2 separate regions of the Sus scrofa genome follow, and region 1 is linked to region 2. The links are chromatin contacts, called in public HiChIP or PLAC-seq maps. All regions are on one chromosome and are shown on one strand. The core of a region is the stretch at or near the end of the contact, and the rest is flanking DNA. Distances in the headings are between cores, read along the strand shown. Region 1 overlaps GPRC5A (retinoic acid-induced protein 3). Region 2 has its middle 5.6 kb from the start of EMP1.

The links. HiChIP or PLAC-seq counts read pairs in DNA pulled down with a chosen protein or histone mark.
Region 1: a contact with region 2 is called in an H3K27ac HiChIP or PLAC-seq map of alveolar macrophages. The contact joins two enhancer-like sites. A contact is called at or near these places in 3 of 47 Hi-C or Micro-C datasets (embryonic fibroblasts, fetal skeletal muscle and mesenteric adipose tissue) and 1 of 2 datasets of contacts at active chromatin or transcription factors (alveolar macrophages).

Annotation. Positions count from the first base shown.
Region 1 is chr5:59,573,238-59,577,905 of Sscrofa11.1, forward strand. All of the region lies in intron 1 of GPRC5A (retinoic acid-induced protein 3), which reads right to left. Among named protein-coding and RNA genes, the nearest start is that of GPRC5A, 11 kb to the right of the region's middle. Within about 2 kb of position 1,259, at least 8 of the 83 cell types and tissues checked have an H3K27ac peak or open chromatin away from gene starts, as enhancers often do. A contact at or near this core is called in alveolar macrophages, where this site is marked.
Region 2 is chr5:59,254,926-59,259,831 of Sscrofa11.1, forward strand. It overlaps a transcript of EMP1 not described here. Among named protein-coding and RNA genes, the nearest start is that of EMP1, 5.6 kb to the left of the region's middle. Within about 2 kb of position 1,721, at least 8 of the 83 cell types and tissues checked have an H3K27ac peak or open chromatin away from gene starts, as enhancers often do. A contact at or near this core is called in alveolar macrophages, where this site is marked.

The DNA.
Region 1 (4,668 bases), core at 9-2,508, 320 kb after region 2:
TTACCCTTGTGACTTCAATCAACTGAAGCTCGCATTGATTAACCACCACCTCCCAAGCCCCTCCATGAATATGCATGTACCCCTAGCTTAAAACTACCCCAGTTTTGCTGTTTGAGGAGACACTGCTTTGGGAAAGATCCCTGGTGTTCTCCTTACTTGCTGCAAATAATAAATCCTTCTTTCTCCTGATTTTTGGTTTGGTCGTGTCTTTTGACTCAACACCCTCCTCCAGTTTTTTAAGTAACAAAACGAGCAATGGACAGTGGGTATGGAAAGGACAGCCAACCCATTTCCCCCAATTTCACCTCCACCTTCCAACCTCAGTCATGCAAGGGAAATGGAGAAATAGGCCCTGAAGTACCTTTAAAACATGTTTTTTAAAATGTTTAAGTTTTTATCATAGGAAAATTCAGGCATACTCAAAAATAAAAAGAATAGTATAATAGAGGCTTGTGTCTTCATCACTTGGTTTCAAAAATTACCTCTCTTGGAGTTCCCATTGTGACTCAGCAGTAACGAACCCAACTAGTATCCATGAGGATGTAGGTTCGATCCCTGGCCTCGCTCAGTGGGTTAAGGATCCAGCATTGCCATGAGCTTCAGTGTAGGTCACAACGCAGCTCAGACCCTGCGTTGCTGTGGCTGTGGTATAGCTCGGCAGCTGCAGCTCTGATTTGACCCCTGGCCTGGAAACTTCCGTATGCTGTGGTTATGGCCCTTAAAAAAAAAAAAAAAAACCTCTCTAGGGAGTTCCCTGTTGACACAGTGGCTTAAGGATCCAGCATTGTCACTGCAGGGACTGGGGTCACTGTTGTGGCATGGGTTCGATCTCTGGCCCAGGAACTTCCACATGCTGTAGGCATGGCCAAAAAAATTTAAACAAAAAACAACTGGTCTATGGCCAATTTTGCTTCATTTACATCCCCGCCCCACTTGCTAGATCATTTTTAAGCAATCCCAGACATTGTATCATTCTATACATAAATACTTCGGTATGTTTCTCTAAAAAAGATAAAACTCTTCTTTTAACTTAGTCCCACTTTAAAAATTAATAATGATTTTTTAACCTCATGTATCCAGTGAGGGGTCATATTTCTCAATTCTCTCATAAATGCTTTTTTTAAAAACACTTCTTAGTAAATATTTTTTTATCTGAGTGACTCATTGTTTGAAATTATCCTTCCTAATTCACCTCTCAGCCCTCCTCCACCCCTTCCCCAGCATGACAGGGATTGCACAACAGGTCTGAAATGTCCCAAGCACTTCCAACTTTGTCAGAGGGAAATAAAACGCACCAAACTCATTACCAAGCAAGTCTGCAGTGAGAAGGCGCCAGGTCATGCAGGGAAGGGCCCAGGTGAGCCGCAGGGAAGGTGGCTAGGAAAGAAGGACAGGGTTCTGAGAAGCGGAGGTCTTCTAGAAAGCAGGGTTTGAGGTGGAAAAGTGAAGCAATCAGCATTCGGGAACAGAAACCGCCAGGAGCTAGAGCAACAGCCTGGGAGAAGAAACTAGGGCTGGAGCGGGAGAAAACTGTCACGTGGACTATCGTTCGTAACCAGAGTCAAGGGCAGAGAGACCCAGGGTCCACCAAGAAAGGACTTGCTCCTACAAAGACCACACAGGGGAGTTCCCATGGTGGCTTTGTCAGTGGTTAACGAATCCGACTAGGAACCATGAGGTTGTGGGTTCGATCCCTGGCCTCGCTCAGTGGGTTAAGGATCTGGCATTGCCGTGAGCTGTGGTGTAGGTCACAGACGCAGCTCAGATCCCAAGTTGCTGTGGCTGTGGTGTAGGCCGGTGGCTACAGCTCTGATTCAACCCCTAGCCTGGGAACCTCCATATGCCGTAGGAGCGGCCCAAGAAATGGCAAAAAGACGAAAAAAAAAAAAAAAAAAAAAAACAAAGACCACACAGGGACAGAAAGAAACCATTTACTCTTGGACTTGCTCTGGAAGGGGAGGGCAGGTCTCCTAACTCGTTCTCACCATGGATCAGGCGTGGTGGTACACAGTTCACTTGTCTCATCCTCGCAACCACCCTATGAAATAGCTCGTGTTGTTATTATTCCTGTTCTACAGTTACAGCAAGTGGCTGACTCCCCAGAGTCACCCAGCTAGTAAGAGGAAAGACCAGCATTCGAACCTGAATTCTAACTCCAGCATCACAGGTCTTAAGGTGACACAAGAGGTGTCATTTAACACAAGGGGTACATCCCTTGGTCTGGTAAGATCTTCAAAGCCGGGGAGGACCTGCCAGTTAGAAATGGGGTGACTGCACTAGTGTTCGGCTGTTGCTTTAGGCTGTGAGCATGGGTTAACTTCCTGAGACATGCAGCCTGCCCTTGGCAAGTTGCTCCAACTGTTCAGAGTTATGCAGACCCTCAAATTCCCACCCAGAAAAAAAAAAATGACTCTATCTACAGACTGGCTGTGTGTGCTCTTTGGCCGTAGACAGGGCAGGACAGAAGGGCCTGTGGGGGAGATGAGAAAGCGAGGTAGGAGGGCATCCCAGAGGTCTCCCCATTCGTAGACCCAAGGCAGTGGCGCTAAAAGCCAACTTAAGATCTACCACTGGATCAGGGGAGTTCCCGTCGTGGCGCAGTGGTTAACAAATCCGACTAGGAACCATGAGGTTGCAGGTTCGGTCCCTGCCCTTGCTCAGTGGGTTAATGATCCGGTGTTGCCGTGAGCTGTGGTGTAGGTTGCAGACGCGGCTTGGATCCCAAGTTGCTGTGGCTCTGGTGTAGGCCAGCGGCTACAGCTCCAATTAGACCCCTAGCCTGGGAACCTTCATATGCCGCGGGAGCGGCCCAAGAAAAATGGCAAAAAGACAAAAAGACAAAAAAAAAAAAAAAAAAGTCTACCACTGGATCAGGAAGTGGCCTAGGAAACCCCTAGTCCATCATCCAGGTCCTATCAATCCTGCATCTTCAGTATCTCCTGGGTACGACCACCTCTCCCAGCCCTAAGTCAGCCCACCATCGTCTCTGCCTGGACCACTCTGAAGGCCGAGCTCTCTGTCTCCAGGCTTGCCCTCTCAGAGCCTCTCTATCCATATCCAGGGGAAGAGTCATAACCTCTGCACCTCCAGTCCCTGCTGCCTCACCAGCCTCACCAGCTTCTCCAGCCTCAAACCACACCACACTCTTCTCCTTGTCCCAATATACCTGCTTCTTATTATCCACCATCTCTCTTCAAACATTGTCAGGGGACATTCTCCCTGATGGGCCCTATTATCCATCCTCTTAAAGGTCCCCTCTCCAGGGATGCTTTCCTGGAGGCCCTAGTCTGGTGAGATGCACCTCACAAATTCCCTGAGCCTCTGTATTTCCTGCAGTGGTGTTTATTACAAAACCCTGTAGTGTCTGTTGGTGAATCTGTATCTCCTTCTAGATTCAAAGGCTCTGTGAAGGCGGGGAATGAGCTAGTAAAAGTCTCCCTGGGAGTTCCTGTTGTGGCACAGTGGAAAGGAACCTGATTAGTATCCATGAGGATGCAGGTTCGATCCCTGGCCTCGCTCAGTGGGCTGGGGTCCGGCGTTGCCTTGAGCTGTGGTGAAGGTTGCAGACACAGCTGGGATCCTGCGTTGCTGTGGCTGTAGTGTAGGCTAGCAACTGTAGCTCCGATTGGACCCCTAGCCTGGGCACCTCCATATGCCATGGGTGCAGCCCTAAAAAGTAAAAAAAAAAAAAAAAAAAAAAAATTAAAATTAAAAAGTCTCTCCCAAGTCTTAGTCTAAGACACCTAACCAGGATGCCCGACGGAACACGTGGGTAGACGTGGAGTCCAGTGGGGGAGCAGGGGCTGTTCCTGCGACGGCAGTGGGGCGGCTGGTACCTGGTTTTCTCACAAGCCCTCAATCTGCATCCTCAGTTCTAACCCCCTTGCTCCCAGCCTCTTCAGGGGTCTGAGATAGGACCTCTGGCCACAGCTGGGCTCCTGTCTGAGTGACTCCAGGATCTCCTGGTAGCTTGGATCCTGAGGTGTTCCCAGGAGGCAGAGAGGGATTTGCTGAAATCCAGTCATTGGCTCCCACCCAGTCCCCTGGTGACTAAGCCCTGTGCTCTGGAGGGTGATGGTGAGGTTCTACTGTGTCGCTCCTGCCGGGGGCATAAGGAAGGACTCTGAGTCATAAGGGTGAGATCCCTTTACTTCTTGCAACTGCTGACCAACTGCCCCCATCCAGTAATTCACTGACACCCACAACCGAGACCATGAAATCCCTTGGCGCTGCCTTAAGCCCTTTTCAAATGAGTCAGGACATGACCGAAAGGTTAAAAAAACAAAAGCCAAAAGAGGGAGGAAAGGAAGGGAGCGGGAAAGGAAAAAGAAGAACCAGAAAGGGGACTGGCGGGGGGCGGAGGTGGGGAGGAGGAGAGGGAGGAAGGCAGGGAGGGAGGGAGGGGGTCACTGAGCTCAACTCCGGGCCTCTGACTCCACCCTTTTAGGAAAGAGGGGTTCCGGCTGCCTCTGTGCATGGACACCAGCTCCTGGAACCTCATCCTCTCTGTAAACAGGGGGTCTGGTGTTGACCCAGATGCTCTGAAACGGTGCTCCATTGTCCATCCCTCTGGGAAGCTCCATGAAGACAGTTTCCAAATCTTATTCTCCCTCCTCCTCATCCTCCTTCTTGCCCCATCTCCTTTAATTTTCTTATTTTTTTTTTTTT
Region 2 (4,906 bases), core at 471-2,970:
GGCCCTCCCCGACACATTTGGAAATGGGATGAGCTATCTTCTTTTCTTGTTTGTTTTTCTGGCTGGATCACAAAGAGCTTCATAATAGATATTCTGTTCTTGAACTTTCTTGGGCACTTCCTACTGGTCCATATTCTCGGCAAGGAGCAGCCTTCGGCCACATTATGCAAGCCCCTCTCTCTCCCTCTTCTCTTTCTCTCATCCTGCTTCAGATCCTGTTATGTTTTTGTGCAAAAAATTTAACCAAGGCACTATCTCCTTTTTTTATTTCTTTTCTTTTTCTTTCTTTTTTTTTTTAATGGCTGCGCCTATAACATATGGAAGTTCCCGTGTCAGAGATTGAATCCGAGCCCCAGGTGCAGCAACACTGGATGCTTTAACCCACTGTGCTAGGCCAGGATCAAACACACACCTCCACAGTGACTGGGGCCGCTGCAGTCAGATTCTTAACCCATTGTGCCACAGTGGGAACTCCCAAGCTATCTTCTTAAGTGTCTGGCCTGGATCATCCCTAAATACCCAATCCCTATTCTAGATCCCTCTCCCTCCCCACCCCACCCCCGCCCCTAGCAGAGAAACCCTCATCCTGGGGGAGGTGGGGAGAGGGGAGGTAATCCTTGAGATCTTTAAGGACCACCAGGAGTGGTACATAACAGCTGAGTGAGGACCTATCAAGCAGTAGAGTAGTTTGGGTCTAAATAAAAGATATGCTCTTGAAATTTATTTACATGCAGGGCGGCTTTGGAGGAGCCTTACTCCTTCCCCTGATGTGTAGCATGCTTCATATATTAAAAAAAAAAACTGAAAACAGACCATTTCTGAGCACTTACATCTTCAGAAGTATTGGCTACTATACGGAATTCCCGTCGTGGCACAGCAGAAACAAACCCAACTAGGAACCATGAGGTTTCAGATTCAATCCTTGGCCTCAATCAGTGGGTTAAAGATCCAGTGTTGCTGTGACCTGTGGTGTAGGTCGCAGACATGGCTCGGATGCCACATTGATGTGGCTGTGGTGTAAGCCAGCAGCTGTAGCTCTGATTAGACCCCCTAGCCCGGGAACCTCCATATGCAGCAGGTGCAGCCCTAAAAAGACAAAAACAAACAAATGAAACAAACAAACAAAAAAAAGAAGTATTGGCTACTATACTTTCTTTCCACAATACTTGACTTCTCTCTCCCACCTCTCCCAAATGCTGTGGGTGGCACTCCCCAGTGAAAAGCATACCCCTAGCTGTGGCTGAGCAGCTCAAGCCAGAAAGCAGAGGCTAACAGTATGGCGGTTCTGAAGAGCTGGGTGCTACACAACACCTACCCCTCAGAGGCATCTGTGCTCAGGGCAGTCCCAAAGTTTGTCAGGGGGCTGTTGGGACTTCCATCACATTATTTGTGGCGTTTGGCATAGGACCCAGGCCACCAAAACTAGTGAATTCACAGCATTCCCAAAGGATAAGATGCACACCGACTGCTCTGCGTGGGGTGCCAGGAACACCTCCTCCACCCGCCACTGGAAGCAGAGCAGAATCCCCTCCTTTCTCCTCACCCACCCAACAGGCTTGGGACCGGGTGGTCAGGGATCCATGGGGCTGGGTGGGAAGCTGAGAAAAATAGAGGCAGCAAGAATGGGGACTCCAGAGAGAAGTGATTGTTAAGAGGAAGGGAGGTTAGTAACAGAGCCACAGACAGGCTCTCCGTTATCCCTTTCCTGTTCTCCCTTCTGGCCAAACGGACAGGCCCGCCAGTTCCCTTTCCACCACCGCCATCTTCGTTTCTGGACACACTTCCCCTTTTCCTCCTGCGTTGCCCAGACCAGCACAGGGTAACGGTCCCTTTACCCTCCTGTCCCTGATGCAAGCTTCACAACGCCTACCACTCTTAATCTGGACGAAGATCTTTGCTGACAGGAGATGTATTACAGTTGGTAAAATGACCCTGAAGACTATGGTTGCTGGTCACTGTCACTGTAAATACTGACTAATGTAGGGAACGGAGATAACTTCCCTCTCTCGTTGGCTCCATCCACCTACATTTTTATTGGTGTCTTGCCTCTTGCAAAAATTAAAAGAATCCAAGGACCACAGCCCTGAGACAGCCTTCTATTGTCTCTCTGTCTTTTTCAGGTAGCCTAGTACTTCTATAGGGGGCCCTGACCAGGAGAGATTCATCAGGCATCTCTGGACACCTTTTCTTTTCTGAGGGGTAACTAGTAAGTACTGCAGAGACATTGAGAATCATTGACTTCTAGCGGGACAGCTGAGATGTTGGAAATCTGGCTCCATGATTGCTAAGCTAGGGGTCAGATAACTCCTTCCTGCTCTGGAGTCGTGTGTTTACTGAAAAGCCACCAGAGTCTGGGGGAAGCAGTGCTCTGGGGGGGGGGGGTCTAAGGAACCATAACTGGGATTAATACAACGGAACAGACCACCAAAAACTTCTTGAGCAAAGGAAGTGGCGGAAATCCTGAGCTTGAGTCACCGAAGAACTAGCTGGAGCCTGCGGGTGTCACTTAATCAGAAATGGGGAGCTGGGAGCTTTATGAGCAATGGGGGAGTCCCGTGGAACTCAAAGGTCCATGACTCACTTGGAGTGGGTGAGATCCTCCCAGACAAAGGCAAAGTGGAGGCATCCCCGACCAGAGGATGCAAGATAGCTTTCTGAGAAGCCTGTGGATCTGGCTGGCCAACCAAGAGACAGTTTAGTCATTTCCCTGGCAGCCAAAGACAGCCCAAGCTTTTCTGGGGAGACAGGAGCAATATTGACCAGCTGCCAACCTCCCCATCACTCTTTTCTCTTATCCCAGTTTTATGGCCAAAAGCATCACAGTCAGGTCTTGCAACCTGCCTCCAGTATTTATCTCCCAAGCATCCTCACGTTTCACTCCCATCGTCACTGACCAGCTCAGGACCATCAGCCTCTCCCGTGACCCTCTCTCTGAACTCCCCCTTCTTAAGTATATTCTCTGTGCCACTGGGTTATCTGACCTTGTCACTCCTCTGCTCAAAATCCTCCAAACACCCCACCATCCGTACCACCAATCAGGAAAGTAGATCCAAACACCTCACACTGGCATCTGGAATCCCTGGGATTAGGGTTTTTTTTGGTTTTTTGGTTTTTTAAAAGGTCTATTTTTGTATCCTTCCTCCAGTAACTACCTATCAAATTCTTTTCAAAGAAGTTCAAATCTTGCCTCTTCTAGGAAGCCTTCCCAGATACCTAGGTCAGAAGTAGTCATTTTCCCTGTTATTAAAACCACTAGTGGGAGTTCTCGTTGTGGCTCAGTTGTTAACGAATCCGACCAGGAACCATGAGGTTGCGGGTTCGATCCCTGGCCTCGCTCAATGGGTTAAGGATCTAGCATTGCCATGAGCTGTGGTGTAGGTCGCAGACGTGGCTCGGATCCTGCGTTGCTGTGGCTACGGCGTAGGCCAGTGGCTACAGTTCCGATTAGATCCCTAGCTTGGGAACCTCCATATGCCAAGGCAGCGGCCCTAGAAAAGGCAAAAAGACCAAAAAAAAAAAAAAATTTAAAATTAAAACCACTAGTGGCAGCCTGCCTGGTTAATAGAGTTATTTACAGAAATGTTTGGCTCCCCCCACGGCTAAGATTCTAAGTTCCTGAAGGGAGAGTCTTGTCTATGACAGGTATGAAGTATCTACTCAGCAAGCAAATAAGTAAATCAAGGAAGGCAATATTTTCTTCTCCATGGAAAAATAATCGACGTCAAAGTGACCGAAGTCTTCATAATAAACCACAGAATTCTGAAGAGAAAATGTTTCTCCTTCTTTGTATACGTGAACTTTAGTCCTGTATTATTTTTAGAAATTATTTATATACTACTATAATTATGTATTGAACATCATATGCAAACGCTGTGACTATTTCCTGAGTAGCTTTGACATTTGGACATTGCAAGGGTATACATGTGTTTGTTCCTTTTTATTCAAGAAACAAGTGAATGCAAAGAAAAATCTTAAAGATCTAAATGTTTTGTCCACAGACTTCCCTTTCCTCTCTATCTCTAAATTACAGACTCTCTGGACTGAATGAGGAGCTTTAAAATTCCTCCCCCATACATGAAATACATCTACATATCTATGGCAAGTCTTTAAGTCATGCTTACACTCCTCTAGTCACAGGGAGCTCACGACCTACCAAGACCCGCTCCTCTTCCAGTCCTGACAGTGCATCAGTCTGCTCTTGGCAATGACGACCTCCCTCGTATTTCTGCTCTAACCCTTCGTCTTCACCATTTTTCTGAAGTGGTCACTTTTCCAGGGGAGCTTCCAGGTTATCAGAGAATTAGCCAAAGGATATCACCCAAGATCCCCAAATCTCAAGCCTGTCATGGCATAGCACTGGGATAACTCAACTGCTGGACACTCTGTCTTTTCATCGATGGATGCCTTCCTAAGGGTGAAATCCCCATCTCTTTCGGGATACCTGCAAACTTGGAAGAAAACTTTCTCCTGCCAGCTGACCAAGACCCCATGCTTTCTCCAAGGCACGAGAAAAGATGAAAAGCAAAGCGGCCTTTGGTCCTACCATCTCCATGGGCCAGCCCAAGCTGCCCTCCTCCTCCACGTCACACCCAAAACCACGGCTGCACTTCTCCTGGGGAGGTCGTGCAAGGGGGCGGCCCCAACACCTCTCTGTCCTCTACACGTCAGCATCATTTTTGTTCTGTTGGTTTGCTTGATGTATTTGTTTCTCACTGAGGATCGTGGGGGTTGGCCACGTGGATGTCCAGGGAACACAAAAGCAGAAAAGGAAATGCAGTCTTTGGGGAGAGGCCACAGAGGATGTATCCGGAGGAGGAAAAGGCTGGGATTAAAGGCAGGTTGAGTGAAGGAGACCTTGGATGAGCCTGTCTGACTCCAATGTTATTGTTGTCTTATGTCAAGTGTA